Regions from separate parts of the Mus musculus genome. Here regions 2, 3 and 4 are each linked to region 1. The links are chromatin contacts, called in public promoter capture Hi-C maps. All regions are on one chromosome and are shown on one strand. The core of a region is the stretch at or near the end of the contact, and the rest is flanking DNA. Distances in the headings are between cores, read along the strand shown. Region 1 holds the start of Ccn5 (cellular communication network factor 5). Region 2 holds the start of Wfdc2 (WAP four-disulfide core domain 2). Region 3 holds the start of Sdc4 (syndecan 4). Region 4 holds the start of Matn4 (matrilin 4).

Region 1 (3,509 bases), core at 713-3,212:
CATTATCCTCCTGCCTCAGCCTTAAAGATACAGGGATGACATGCATGCTTGCCCTTGCCTGGCTCCAATCTCCTTCTTTTATGCCTCCCTCTGTATATGAGACCTGTCTTCAAGGTACCTCCATGGTACAAGGCAGCCACGAACATCACTATCCCACCTTTGACCAGAAGCAGAGGAAGAAAGGAGTGTCAGAGTGACAAAAAGAAAGGCCTTCCCTTTAGGGACCAGTCTCAGAATTTGCACCCAATGCTTTTGCGTAACTCACAACAGGAAGCTAGCCACATAGCCTTGCCTGGCTGCCAAGCTGAGCACATCACTGTCTTACACAAACTCAGGTCTTGGAGATAGTGGCAGGAGATAGACAATTATCAGTGTGGACGTTGTGTAGGTCTGTCTGAGAGAGTTTCCGTGCGGCCATGGAGCGGGTGAGCACCCAAGACAGGGTGTCAAGTCTGGCTCAGAGTTGACTGCGTACCAACAGCCGTCCATTCACCACTTCAGCGTGCCAGCCCCAAAACTCAGCGGCGTCTCACTCCACACCTGCCTGATTCAGGTCCTGTGTGCCGTACCTCTGCCCACGCTACCTAACCAAATGACTGCGGTCTGCCTTTCCAGTCTCGCTGGTGTCATGCCTGCGTGTGGCATAGTCTAGTCTCGATAAACATAGAAAGGATCAAGCAGGGAACTACAGACAGCAAGGACCCAAGGTGGCCATGCCATTTCTCCCTCAGGCCCTCAGGTCATATAGACTTATTTGCTAGATATTTGTCTTCTACCCACAGTGGTAGGCAGAGTCTGTATGTGACTCGGAGGGAGCATATAGCCTCCAGGTTTGTTTTCTTTTGAGATAGGGGCTTGCTTTGTAGCCCAGGCTAGCCCCCTGTGATCTGGGCTCATGGGTGTGTTGCACTGTAACTGGTGGAGGTGTTGGGAGCCACAGCCTTCTCTAAGCACCTAAGACCCTGTTTCTGACTTTATCCCAGAATCAACCGCCCCCCCCCCAAGATGTCCCGCCTTCTATTTCCTGCCTCAGCTCATTGGCCAATCAGCCTTTTATTGACAGATGATGCTTCTACATATAACACAGCAGATGTCTCTACACCCTGATTTTTTTTAAAAAGATTTATTTATTTAAGTATTTTATGTATATGGGTACACTGTTGCAGTCTTCAGACACACCAGAAGAGGGCATCGGATTCCATTACAGATGGTTGTGAGCCACCATGTGGTTGCTAGGAATTGAACTCGGGATCTCTGGAAGAGCAGTCAGTGCTCTTAACCACTGAGCCATCTCTCCAGCCCTACACCCTGATCTTTAAATCCCATGTCCTTCTACCCAACACTCGTTGATAGGACCTTAGGGACATCCCCTGTACCCAATGGATACAGTTGGTGATGTGAATCCTGTGTTTTATTCTCTGCGTATTCCTGCCCAGTCCAGTGCCCAGGAAGCCACATGCCCACTAGATACCTTCTGTACTGAGTATGCCAGGCTACTATGTTAGGTCCCTCCTCCAGACATTTGATCATGCTGTTCCCTCTGGAACATTCTACCGCAGAGCCTTGTTAGCTTTCAGAATTGGCATCTCCCTCAGAAGTTGTATCTCACTCTTTGTCTGAACAAGGGAGGGGGTCCTTACACTTTTCATTACTACCCCATGCCCCAGGCTCTGGTCCCCAGGTCTGTGCTGTGTCTCCAGGTCTGCAGAACCCCTCAGAGCTGGTAGAATCCAACAAAGACAATTTTGCTCAGTCAGATCAGCAGAGACCAGCAAGTGCCAGCACACAGTAGGCTCAGTCTGCTTAGGCTTGGCCACCCTAGGCCACCTTCAGAGCCCAGGAGGATAGGGAGGCTCTTGGTTGCCAAGAGCAGACAGGCTGCCAGGGAAGCTCTGCTCTGGGTCACACCCACCTCTGGGTGGCTGCCAGTCTCCCTGCCAGAAACCACAGGCTGGGTCTGGGCTGCCCAGAGCTTGAGCTTCAGGGCTCAGGACACCGTGGGTCAGATCTGCAGAGCATTTGACAGACGCTCCTGATCTCCAGAGGACCCCGGGCTGGGACAGGGGCCTTGGCGAGGCTGCAGCTGCTGTGGCAGTAGCTTGGGATGGAGGTCTTTCTTGCTGGGAACTGAGGAGCTGAGAGGCTCCTGTCAGGCTCCTGTCCTAAACTCTTGGCACTTGCGGTGGCTTGGGCTTCACACACTGTCAGACACCTTCTTGGTGGCCTCCTCGGCCTCAGGTAACTGGGCTTATTCCTGGGACTATGGAAACCGGTGTAAGGACTATAAATGTGTGTGTGTGTGTGTGTGTGTGTGTCTGTCTGTCTGTCTGTCTGTCGTTTTCTCTTTCTCTGTATGCACCTAGAAGGAACCTCATTCCCTCCAGAACATAAAAAAAGACTCGGGTCTTGCTTCCCAGGTTTGAAGCTGGCTCCACAAGGGACACGGTGACATGAGGGGCAACCCACTGATCCATCTTCTGGCCATTTCCTTCCTCTGCATTCTCTCAATGGTAAGGCATCCTGGTCTTGAATGACAGCAGAATTCTGGGTGGTGGGACAGATATATGGTCACAACTTAGAACTCTTGGAAAGACCCTATACTGGATACAGTCTGGTCTCTGTGCCCAGGCTTGCTTCCCTCTCTGGGCATGCAAGTTCGGCTGTGTGACCTCAGACAAGTGTCCTACCCTTTCTGAGCTTCAGCCTCAGTTGAATGGGTACAATGTTCATGAAGCTTCTGGGGAGACCACTAAGGAGAACTGCATCCACAGAAGATAGCATAGGTCCTGGACCTAGATGAGTGTCTAAAAGAGGACAGTGGGATCCTCCAGTGTCATAGAAACTAAAACAAATGTGAGTGCTGTGTAGCTCTGAACCAGGACAGAGGTTGATGCTGGGGTCTGATTGCAAAGTACAGTCCATGAGGGTACAACATGCTAGCCCTCAGGCAGTCAGTGACCTCTGGCCCTGGTCAGAGAGAGCAGGAGACATCTCTGTGGCAAATGTCCTTGTCCCTTGGTTCACATTGGGCATCTTTTAATTGGCTTGTGAGTAGTTCCGTTTGCACATTTATAACAGTCTTATAACAAATTGTCCTGTTTTGATCAAAGGAGACTCAGAGAGGGTAAGCAATGTGCCCAAAGCCACACAGCAAAGAAAAAGAACAATAGAAGAGTTGCATGGTGGAGCCTGGGGCAGACATAGGTGTGTCTGGAGGAAACCCTAGTCTGTGTCTCTCTACCCTAACCTGAGCAATACCTCACACTAAATGTTAAGTTCCCAGTATCACCGAGTTAAGGCCTTGAGCCAATGCAGTGTTGAGTATAAACATCTCCCTCCCTGGGACCAACTGGCTTCCAGTCTTGAAAGGTGTTGAGCAGAACATGGTGCTGGAGAGGGTAGCTTGGGTGGTCTCCTGGGCCCCGGGAGGGGAGGGTTCTGAAGGGCTGAGGAAGAGCTGCCCTAGATTGGCCACTGGTGTGACATTTATGAAGCCATTCTTTCCTGGT
Region 2 (3,509 bases), core at 381-2,880, 740 kb after region 1:
TCACGGTTGTTCCTGGCGGGAGCATGACTTTAATCGTCATTCTTTCCCTCTCCCTGTAGCCCTGAGCATTGAACCTAGGGCCTCACACACACCAGGCAAATGCCATGTCCACTGAGACACATCCCCCACCCCTCGACCATCATTTTTACAGATGACAAAAATGGCTCTTCAAAAAGGAGAGGAGTTTCACCCAAGGTCCTTCAAATGGGAAGTGGAGGAGGTGGAACCTGGTCCCTGTCACTCCAGGACCAGCACCGGACAGCCCCCTTTTGATTACGGTAACCGGATATGGTGGTTGACATCATGTGAGGCCAGGAGCACACGATAGTAGACTCCACAAGGAGTCTACTATCAAGCAACAAAGGAAGGTTAGAAAGGGTGAGGAATTTATTATGGAAGCCTATACAAATCCAAACAGGGAGGTTCTTAGAGAAAAGTCTATTCCTGCACATGCCCAGTGTGGTGGTTTGAATATGCTTGTCCCAGGGAGTGGTACTATTTGGAGGGGTAGCCTTGTTGGAGGAAGTGTATCACTGTGGGGGTGGCCTTTCTCCCTAGCTTTCTGGAAGTTAGTCTTCTCTTAGCAGCCTTCAGATGAAGATGTAGAACTCTCAGTTCCTCCTGCACCATGCCTACCTGGATGCTGCCATGCTCCCACCCTGATGATAATGGATTGAACCTCTGAACCTGTAAGCCAGCCCCAATTAAATGTTGTCCTTATGAGAGTTGCCTTAGTCATGGTGTCTGTTCACAGCAGTAAAATGCTAAGACACCCGGTTTGCGCTGCTAAGTTTTACCTGATAATAAAGGGAAGGATATCCTGAAGTGCCAGCGTTGCATAGTCACCACCATAACACTCTCTCTGTTATGTGTCATTTGGTAGGCATCTGGAGGAAACAGAGCCTGGAGGAAGAAATGGAGATCCAAAAACTTTAGCCTGGAACTTCGGTTGGGGACAAGCCTCTGAAGTGGTCCAGCCTGTGCATCACTCTCTAGTCATAGTAGTGAAACACTCTATCCTGCCCCAATGGACTGGGGTAAGAAAAGGCAAAAGAAATGCCCGAGAGAGCTGGAAATTGCACGGGTGTTGCTCCTTCCTGGATGTGTTCCTTGTCAGCTGGCTTCCTTTGTTAATAAGTCTTATTTCTGTAGCCTCCACTACACCAGCCTCTACTAATCCTTGAACAGGGCTCTGCATGCTGTGGTTCATCTGGCCCCAATCTCAGCCATTTAATCCCCAGCATCTTTTGCCTCCTTTTGGCTCCATCACTGCAGCCTTGCCGTTTTCTCCTTAATCTTGGACTCCTGGGGAGTCAACAGACTCTTTAAAACTGATCCCAGGGAGCTTTCAGCTCTCACTGCCCTGCCTTGCCCTCAGGCCTTAGAAAGGTAGGAAGAGAGGGAGGGGTGGACAAGTGTCCGGCTGCAGCCGGCTTGGAAGCTGTCTCGGTTCCTGGTTCCCACCAGAGCCAAGAATGACACCTGATCCAGGGGGATTGTGAAATGGCGTGAGGTGGCAGGGCGCCCGCGCTGCCCGCTGTGCTTCCTACCCGCCTCCTGTACCCCTCACTCGGCCCCGCCCCCCTCCCCGCGCGAGTGCTTAAATCCCCCCCATCCTGGCTGCAGGTCACACCTGCACCATGCCTGCCTGTCGCCTCTGCTTGCTGGCCGCTGGCCTCCTACTAGGGTTGCTACTGTTCACCCCCATCTCAGCCACAGGTGAGTGCAGCCCAGAGTGCCGGAGTCTCAGAAGCCGGGGTTCTGGGACTAAGGTGAGAGGCCAGTGAATATTTAATTTTTGCAACTCTGGGGCCTACAGCTAGTTATCCTTGAAGCTTAGGGTCCGGGGAATGTACTGGGAAGGGGGGAGGGGGAATCAATGAAGGCTTAAAGTTGGAAGGGCGGGGGCTCTCTCAGCTCTGAAAGCAGAGACCTGATGAAGAGGAGCGGGAAACTCCCGGGATGGCGGAAGCTTCCAAGCAGAGGCTCAAGTCCCAGAGGACTGGGGACTTTGAAGCCAAGCATTGGGGAGTTCTCTAGTGTCAGAGACCCCTGGCTCGGGGGTGAGGCTCTCTGGGATGATATTATGGGGGCCCCTGGGCCAAAGAATCCGAAATCCTTGGGGTTGAAATTTGGGGATCTCGGAGCAGGGAGAGGATATGCGGGTGGGACTGGGCTCGGTTCTCCCTGACAAGTCTCTGCTCCCACCCACCCATCCCAAGGCACCGATGCAGAGAAACCCGGCGAGTGCCCCCAGCTTGAACCAATTACGGACTGTGTGTTGGAGTGCACTTTGGACAAGGACTGTGCGGACAACCGCAAGTGCTGCCAGGCGGGCTGCAGCTCTGTCTGCTCCAAGCCTAATGGTAGCCCCGGGGTGACCTGGCGGGGACAGGGCGGGGTTGTGAGAGGTGGGAGCGGCCCGGGTTTGGGTTTGGCGAAGAAGGGCATCCCAGATCCAGGGAGCCCGAAAAGCGGTGGAAACCCGATCCACACGTGCCTCCCTTGTCTGGCCTGGGGTAAATGCGAGGGACAAAGGCGTCACAGAGGCGCGGCCCAGGGGAAGGAGCCCCCCTCCCCCCCATTCCTGGCTGGATTCGATTCTCTGGTGCATGAAGGGCTTCCGGGCACGCACAGCGAGACTTTGTTCCGGGACCTGAGAGCAGTGGCTTCCTAGGCTGGAGTTGGAGGGCAAACCCTGGGTGGCGTCAGTGCCGGGACCCGAGCCTTAGGGACCTGTTGCCCCTTGGGGTTCTTCCCGCAGGGCCCTCAACGGTCTGGCCTAGCAAGACTCAAGATTTGTACCTGAGGGAGGGAGAAATCTTTTGCCACATCCTAAGGTTGTGGAAGTGAGCCGCCAAAATAAATGTTCTCGCACAAAGTTACACCGCCATCCTGTGGCTGGCAGAGGTTCCGTTTCTTTCTTTGACACTGGATTTTCCTCTTGTATCTTTATTTCCACAACCTTTAGGACCGAGCGAAGGAGAGCTCTCAGGGACAGATACTAAACTCTCAGAGACTGGGACTACTACTCAATCAGCGGGCCTTGACCACACTACTAAACCACCGGGAGGTCAAGTCTCCACGAAGCCACCAGCTGTGACCAGGGAAGGCTTAGGTGTCCGAGGTGTGGAATCTAAGCATCTTATTTCCAAGAGGGAAAAGCTGAGGCTAGGAGGTGGGGTGGGGGAACAGAAACCAAAGTTTGTAATTTCTGGTCTTTTGGGGGGGCTACAGCCCCTGCCCCTCTTTTGCCTTTATTATTTTTCTCAAAGATGCCAGGAATGACTGGAAGCAATTTATACTTAGGAGTCCTAAGGTGCTATGAACAGGAAGGTGGAAGGGGGAAATGAGACTTGCCCACGGAGGGCAGATTTTGGCTGTGGATGTGCTATGGACGGACCTGGACAAAGAGGGACCAGGAAAGATGGAGTTGAGCCAACTGGCACATCCAGCTGTCAGGTGGATAAAGATATTGCTTCCTTGTGTCAGATGGACAGGGCAGATGG
Region 3 (3,509 bases), core at 489-2,988, 620 kb after region 1:
AGCCATCTCCTAGGTCCTTTTTCCTCACACTGCTCGGCCAGCATTCCTTCAGATGTCCACAAGGAAGGACTCGACTTCAGAATAGCCTTCAGCCGCTCATTTAAGGTTAATGCAACAGGAAGGCACGCTGGGCTCGCTCAGTCACCACCTTTCTGCAAAGATGCCTTCCCTTTAGTGGAAAGCCATTCCCTCATATTCTCGTTCATTCCACTCACAATACACCTTGAGGCTCTCCAATCCCAAGCATCAATAGATGTTAGACCAGTCTGGAATTATGGGAAAACGGGACCTAACAGCAGCCACAGGGACGAGAAGATAAAAGCAGGCATTTCCAAGTCTGTCTTAACTTCTGCCTGACTCAGCTGGTTGGTAGCTGTGTGACCTTCAGCAGGTTACTTAACCTCTGCCTGAGGACTAGTTTAAGAATGGTAAACAGGGAGGTTTTCTGAAATTAAACACGCTCGATTCCAAAGCCACCAGGAAGCCATCAGAGCAGAAACCAGCATGCAATGGGTTCCGTACCTAACTGCAATTGTGCTAGAGAGTGCATACACTCTCATCTCGAGCCTCCTGAACATAATCAACTATTCCCTAAATAAGCCCAGAGAAAAGGTGGCTTTCAAAAGAACATTAATGATTAAACTCCAGAGTCTCACTCCCCCTAAAACTTAGACTAACGGTACAAATGGCCCGTGCTCATGGGTCAGACCACCCTCTCCCAGGAACTGTCATGCCCTGTAAATTCCCTTGCCTCCTAAACGCCTGCTAGGACTGAGCTGATCCGGCCCTAGATCCTTGTTGACTCTGATCCTGAAAAGGAAAGGTTTCTTTAGGTTCCCTGGGATCTTTTCTCCTCTAGATCCTTCTCCGCACTCAGGTGGGTGCCTCAATTTCCCCGTGTGCGGTTTCAACCAAAACACTTCCCACAAAACAGTTGAAGCTCAATCTCTAGCCTGGAGCTGATCGGAAAGTTATCCTTTAAGTCCGCTCTGGAAAAATAAGGAACCCTACTTTTTGGACAGCCTAAAGCAGGAAGGGTCACCTCATGATATGTTCTGTAGATAGGTCAGGTGACCTTAGAAGGAGGTGATCTTGCCCCTTAAGTCAGTCGTACCAAGACTGTGGCCAGAACGAAGGCCAGGATTCAGTCTTCTCCATTCCCCAGGGTTTGTGAAACGGGGTCCTCCGCACAGCCCTAAAGTGTTCCAGCTCCCGAATACAAGCTGCCCACCCCGTCCCCAGACCATCTCAGATTCGAGCCTCCTGCTATGGACACCCAGAGGGCCACTCCGCGCGCAGCGCCAGCACTGGGATCACAAAGTAGGGGTGAGGGTGTGGGAGGAGAAAAGTTGACACCAACTTAGTCACGTCCCACCCGGGAGCCCAGAGGCCAGGCTGAGTCCAGAGCTCAGAGCAACAGGCTAGGGGTGCACGGCGCGTGGAAGAGTCTCCGGCAGCCTTCTCGAGACCCAAGAGCAAAGTTTCCTCACAAAGTTTTCCCTGTCTCGGCGTCCAGAGGGGGTTGGGGGGAGGGAGCACAGTTCGCGATGCACCCTACTCCCTCCGGATCCCGGGATTTGAGGGGACAAAGAAGGCACCCCCCAATTCTCCCCCCTCCAAGACATCCTTCAAATACATACCGACTCTCCGGGGACCAAGGGGAAGCCTCCGAGGAGCAGCAGCAGCAGCGGCGCAAGCAGGCAGGCAGGCGCCATGGCTTCAACAGCGCAAACCAGTGGCCCGGAGCGGGCGCGCAGCCCTTCTTATAGGCAGCAGCCCTGCCCCGCCCCCAGTGCTCGCCCGCACCGCCCGGAATTCCCCCGGGAAAGCTTAGGCCTGCGGGGTGCTGCGCTGGGCAAGCTGGAAACCACTGGGGTGGGACCCAACCCGCCCGGGGACCCGCCCACAGCGTGCCTGCCGGCTCCAAACTGACCTCAATCTGTAGCTCCAGGAGCTGCAGCCCATGATAGTTAACCGATCTACTGCGAGGCAGTCTGCCTAAAATCCGAGGATCACTGCTTAGCCCCCAATTTATAGCTGGGGAAACTGAGGCCCATAAACGGGGTAGGATTGACTAGGGGTCTGCTGTTTTTACCAGTCTTCAAAGCGGATGCGCTCCGCTTTGTCAGGGAGTATTCCCCAAGTGGCGCTTGAATTCGGATAGTTTTTGATTAGCAACTCTGAACCGACAACGACGAAATGGTTCAAGTTTTTCCAGGCCTGCTGTCGAAATTATTCCAACCCCAGGGCGCCAGCGCAGAAGCAGCTGGAAAGACAAAGGAACGAGCCTGCCTGTGCACTAAACAGTGTGATTTATCAACTGAAGTGTGAATTGTGTGTAATACTCACGTGTCACGAAATAGTCTTACTCTTTTGACTTGTCCTCTCAATTGACTCTCTTATTTCTCAAGGCGGCTTCTACACCGGATCCAAGAATGTTGCTTCTAACACCATCCTAACAAAGTAGGTAATGGTAAGATTCTTTAGTCCCACCCTCAGCACAGATACTGATGGAATCAATAATCGAAAAACTGAAGGACACACACACACACACACACGTGATAGGGAAGGGCTGTCATCCTGGCATTTGAGATACTGAGGCAAGGGGACAGTCGGAGTTTAAAATGAGCCAGCTGGTGTCAGTGTGAAACCCTGTCTTTAAAAAAGTAGGGGGAGGGGCATGCTAGAACCATCAATCAAAACTTTTGATCTTTGACATACCGATACATTGTTCTAAGGGTACATTTGTGCATACATAATGTGGTTTTGGAATTAGGGCATTTTGGCCTGTCTTAGGATATTCTGAATTCACATACTTTCCAAGGTAAATATGACCCCTCGCCCCTGTTCCTCTTTGAATTGCCTAAACTAACCCTAACTCACTATGTCCCAGCTCAGCACTACCTCCTCCATAAGAATACAGGCAGGGCATACTCTGTCCTGTTCTATTCCTTGGCTTTCCTTATTCTAGCCCTTAATTATTTTCTGAGAATTAAAGTCTCTTGTGGCAGAGAGCTTTGAGAGAAAAACAGTTTTCCAATACTGACCGTGGGTTTATCTTGCCCCAGACTTAACGGTGAGCAATTGTTCTCAATTATTTGAATATACTTCCCTAAAAGTTGGGCACTGAGAAAATAAATGAATCACTCTAACTAGAATAAGAAACTCTTTCTCATAAGCCGGGTGTGGTGACATGTGCCAGTAGATTTCTGAATTCAAGACCAGCCTGGTCTACACAATGAGTCAGGGCTATGTAGAGAGACCCTGTCTCAAAGGAAGGAGGATGACAAGGAGAAATCCTTTCTTATTAGGCATGGTTTTATAGGAGAGGCAGCCAGATCTCTGAGGCTGAGGACAACTTGTTCTATAGTTCAGGTTCCAGGCCAACCAGAGCTATGCAATAAGAGAGAACCTGTCTCAAAAGTAAAGAAATAAGTAAATAAATAATAGAAAGAAAACGTTTCGCAATTCAAATGGTTTCCAGTCTTTCCATGGATTTGGCTAAGTTG
Region 4 (3,509 bases), core at 364-2,863, 580 kb after region 1:
CGGGGCTTAGATGTGTGAACGGTATCGAAGTCAGTGGCGGTAGATGTGCCCAGAGGGCAGCAAGAGAGCGGCCTGGGCCTCGATGAGCAGCCATGGACCCCAGGGAGACAACAGGTGAGCCCTCTCCTTCCTGTGTAGCCTAACTAGGTCCCTTGAGAACCACTAAGGGAACACACACACTGTACGGATGGAAAATGTGCTGCCCAATAAGACTACCCAGCTGGGCTCCAGGCACAGAACTAAACCTAGCTCTCACCCCCCTACACCCCACCCCTGTCTCTTCCTCCAGAGAAGCCTGGTTCCCTTGCACCTAAGAATCACTAAGCCTTTCTTCCGTTCCCCACCCCACCCCCACACGGCACACTGAGCCTGCTCTATCCATTTTTCTGTGGTTTCTTGGCAGAGCAGGCCATCGCCCCTTAACCCACGGCTGCCCCTCCCTCAACCCCCCAGTTCCTTGAATGAGCCCATTCTGAGCAAGGCCGGTGCGTGGCTCTGACTCCAGACCAGCTTCCTATCCGAGATTCTTCTCCCTTCTGGCTTTCCAGCGAGGGTAGAAGAACAAAAATCCTTCTGGCAGGGTCTGTGGTGGTAAGGTGACAAGCTAGCTAGATGTGCCAGTGGCTTGATGGTGGAGGTAGGAGGAAAGGCAAGCCTTTTCTAGAGTGGGCCAGAGCGGAGCCAGCACCCCAGGGCAAACATCTGAGTATAGCTCCACCGGGCCTTTGAAACTCAGGGTTGGCTCTTGACTAAGGGCTCCCTTAAGCTCCTCTTGGCTTAAGTCAACACGCACTTGATGTCGCTTGCACCTCAGGACTCTTAGAAAGTCAAAACAGCTGCCCTCTCAATTTCAGCTTTCCAAATCCGCTGTTCCACGGGGGGGGGGGGGGCGGTCTAGGGAGGGCAAAGAGAGTCATCATCGTTCAAAGGCTTGCTTTGAAGTAGTGGCCCATTAGAGTGAGCCCAGGTCTCCTGATAAGGATCCTTGCATTGAAGAGGAAATTTCTCGGACGCCCTTAGGATAGGGAAAGTGCATTCCCAAGGAAAGTGCGCTCCAAAGAGGTCTGAGTTCAAGAGCTAATCCGGAAAGGACACTTTGGGAAGGTGCCAGGCGTGGAGGGAGATTAGGGAAGGAGGACCTGCATTTTGTTGGCCTTGCCAGAGGGGGATCGGAAAAGGTACTGCAGGTTAGACGTGGACACGTAGGCTGTTAAGACTTGTCCCCCTACGGGTTTTACGCTGGCTTCCCTGCAGACCCCTCGTTGCCCCCGGGCCCTTTGACTCACCTGAGCCTGCCGGACAGCTCAGAGGTGCGGCTACAGAGCGACGGGCCCAGCCTCCTGGGGAGTTGGACCAGGTAACGGCGGCGGCGTGGGCAGGTTGCCCTAAGTGGGGAATGCCAGACAGCCAGGGCGAGCCCAAGCGGCAGCTGCATTTAACCTGGAGCGGGAGGGTGGGGAGGGGGAGCGCGGGCTGCGACCCCTCCCACTGGCAGGAGCGTTCTCCCCCTTCCTCTCAACACTCGGGCCCCAGCAAGCACGGCGCCCCTTTTTCCTGCTGCTCTGGGAGCTGCAGGCGCGAGCTGCGGGCCGGAATTGGGCTACAGCTGGAGTCGGGCGGCGACACTCCGGGCAGCCGGAATGCTCTGGAATCCTACACGAGACACTTCCCAGAGGAGAGCCCCAAGAGGCGGAGCGGTCCTGACCGCCGCCTGCCTGGCCTGCCTGGGCTTCCAAGGACGCGCCCGACTCTTGCCCTCCTCTGTCCCTTCCTGGAGTGATGAAAGGCCGAGACTTGGTCCTGCCGTAAAGGTAAAAGGACTCAAAAGGACAGCCTTGGAGTTCCCAGCTCTCTTCAGGGCCCAACTTGCTCATTTCCCAAATAAAGACTCACCACAGACTCTTTTTCATGTGCTCCTTTTAATTGCGCAGGCTTTGAGAGAACCCATCCTCATTTGTCAAACTCTCGGACTGATAAGCAACAGACCCCAGAGAGCTGACCCGTGCTACACTCAAAGAAAAGAAAACCCCCGTAGCATTAAGCCAAGGGTGTTGTTTGGGCATCAGAAAGACTCAGATCCGCCGCCTCCCCCCCACCCCAATCCTGGTAATGCAGTTTGGAGCCTTGGTCACATTTTCACCGGTGCATGTGCCTGCTCGAATTGAGGTTGTGCTCCGGACCTGGAGCTGGCAAAGGCTGTTTCCCCTTATGAGTTGAAAGCTTAATTACTATTTCCACAAAGCCCACCTCCATCTGAGAACCAAATGTAGGGTTTTAAACACAGCTATTCCACTTGGCCCCAGACTACAACAGCCGGGAAGCCACCCACACAGTGTAGCACCTGGGTGATCCTGGTGAGGTCTGTGCAGGGTTCTTGGAACACAAATATTTAGCTCATTTCCCAAGTCCTTCTTCCCCCAGATCCCTTGGAGGACATAAATCAACCCCATCTCCAACTTCAGCTCACTCAGCTTCAGGGGTGGGCTTTGTGCCAACTCAACCCTTGACTCTCCTTCCTGTGGCCCCGTGGGCCCAACCCCCATTCCTAGGTCACCCCCAGAGCATGCCATCATCCTAAGAGAAGGTGTGCGCACATGCCTGCAGCAAAGATGTGAGCAGACTGTGTGGATCCTGCATGCCAAGGTGGCTCAGAAATCCTATGGAAATGAGAAGCGGTAGGTGGCTCCCTACCCCGACCCAGGTCTCCACAGCCTTCAGCCCTATGCCTCCCTCCAAACCCACCACCATTTAGCTTCTTTGACATCTTGGAGGCCTCAAGGCTGACACCTCAGCCATTGTTCAGCCAGGGTCCTGTTCCCCAGCCAACAACAGCTGCCTACTGGGATCTAGAGCAGAACTTGACAGTGGCTGTCAGATCCCCACATCCCCGACCAGTATCCATTCATTCTGCTGCGTACTACATGTCACGCACCAGGGTCACTGCTGGGCACTAAGCCTCCAGCTGGACCAGGCAGATACAGCCTCTACTTCCATGGCATCTCCATTCTGGTAGGGGACATGCAGTCACCTCCCCACAAGCCAGCAAACAAGGTATTTCAGATTGTGATGAGAGCCAGAGAAAAACAGAGTGGAGTCACATAGTAGACCAAAGGGGATACCTTAGCTTGAAAGGTCAAGGAGGTCAAAGGGCTCTTTAAGAAGTGACATTGGAGCTGATGTACCAGTGCTGAGATAGAGCCAGGCATGGGAAAACTCCAGGAAGCATTCTAACTGGAAGCAATAGAAAACGCAAGGACCTCAAGGCTATATACTCAGTACTGTAAGAGGATGAAAGGGGGAGACTGGTCAGAAGAGGGGGACGTTAGAGAAGATGACAGGAGAAGCAGTGTCCAGGTCATGTGAGGATTTGGGATTTTAAACCACAAGGGATGTTGATAAGAGGACATCACAATTTGATTCATTTTCATTATTATTAATAATATCGTTTATTTTGTTATATTTTGGGGGGGATAAGACAGACTCTAACTCTAGCTCAGGCGGAACCTATA

What was found. Promoter capture Hi-C pulls out the DNA fragments that hold promoters and counts their contacts.
Region 2: a promoter capture Hi-C map of liver shows a contact between it and region 1, with 2.6 times the contacts expected there. The contact joins the promoter of Wfdc2 here to the promoter of Ccn5 in region 1. A contact is called at or near these places in 2 of 39 promoter capture datasets (the C10 cell line and liver).
Region 3: a promoter capture Hi-C map of the 3T3-L1 cell line shows a contact between it and region 1, with 3 times the contacts expected there. The contact joins the promoter of Sdc4 here to the promoter of Ccn5 in region 1. A contact is called at or near these places in 2 of 39 promoter capture datasets (the 3T3-L1 cell line and cranial neural crest).
Region 4: a promoter capture Hi-C map of liver shows a contact between it and region 1, with 2.1 times the contacts expected there. The contact joins the promoter of Matn4 here to the promoter of Ccn5 in region 1. A contact is called at or near these places in 2 of 39 promoter capture datasets (the HPC-7 cell line and liver), 1 of 115 datasets of contacts at active chromatin or transcription factors (pancreatic cancer cells) and 1 of 9 other capture datasets (embryonic stem cells).

What each region holds. Positions count from the first base shown.
Region 1 is chr2:163,818,872-163,822,380 of GRCm38.p6, forward strand. Ccn5 (cellular communication network factor 5) reads left to right here and starts at 1,963. Exons shown (of 5, transcript NM_016873.2): 1 at 1,963-2,238; 2 at 2,418-2,510. The coding sequence starts at 2,451.
Region 2 is chr2:164,561,086-164,564,594 of GRCm38.p6, forward strand. Wfdc2 (WAP four-disulfide core domain 2) reads left to right here and starts at 1,631. Exons shown (of 5, transcript NM_026323.2): 1 at 1,631-1,719; 2 at 2,223-2,366; 3 at 2,972-3,127. The coding sequence starts at 1,641.
Region 3 is chr2:164,441,450-164,444,958 of GRCm38.p6, forward strand. It overlaps Sdc4 (syndecan 4), which reads right to left and starts at 1,739. Exons shown (of 5, transcript NM_011521.2): 1 at 1,641-1,739. The coding sequence starts at 1,715.
Region 4 is chr2:164,403,205-164,406,713 of GRCm38.p6, forward strand. Matn4 (matrilin 4) reads right to left here and starts at 1,614. Exons shown (of 11, transcript NM_013592.4): 1 at 1,287-1,614. Rbpjl (recombination signal binding protein for immunoglobulin kappa J region-like) reads left to right here. Exons shown (of 12, transcript NM_009036.1): 1 at 1-114; 2 at 1,255-1,357; 3 at 2,550-2,675. The coding sequence starts at 93.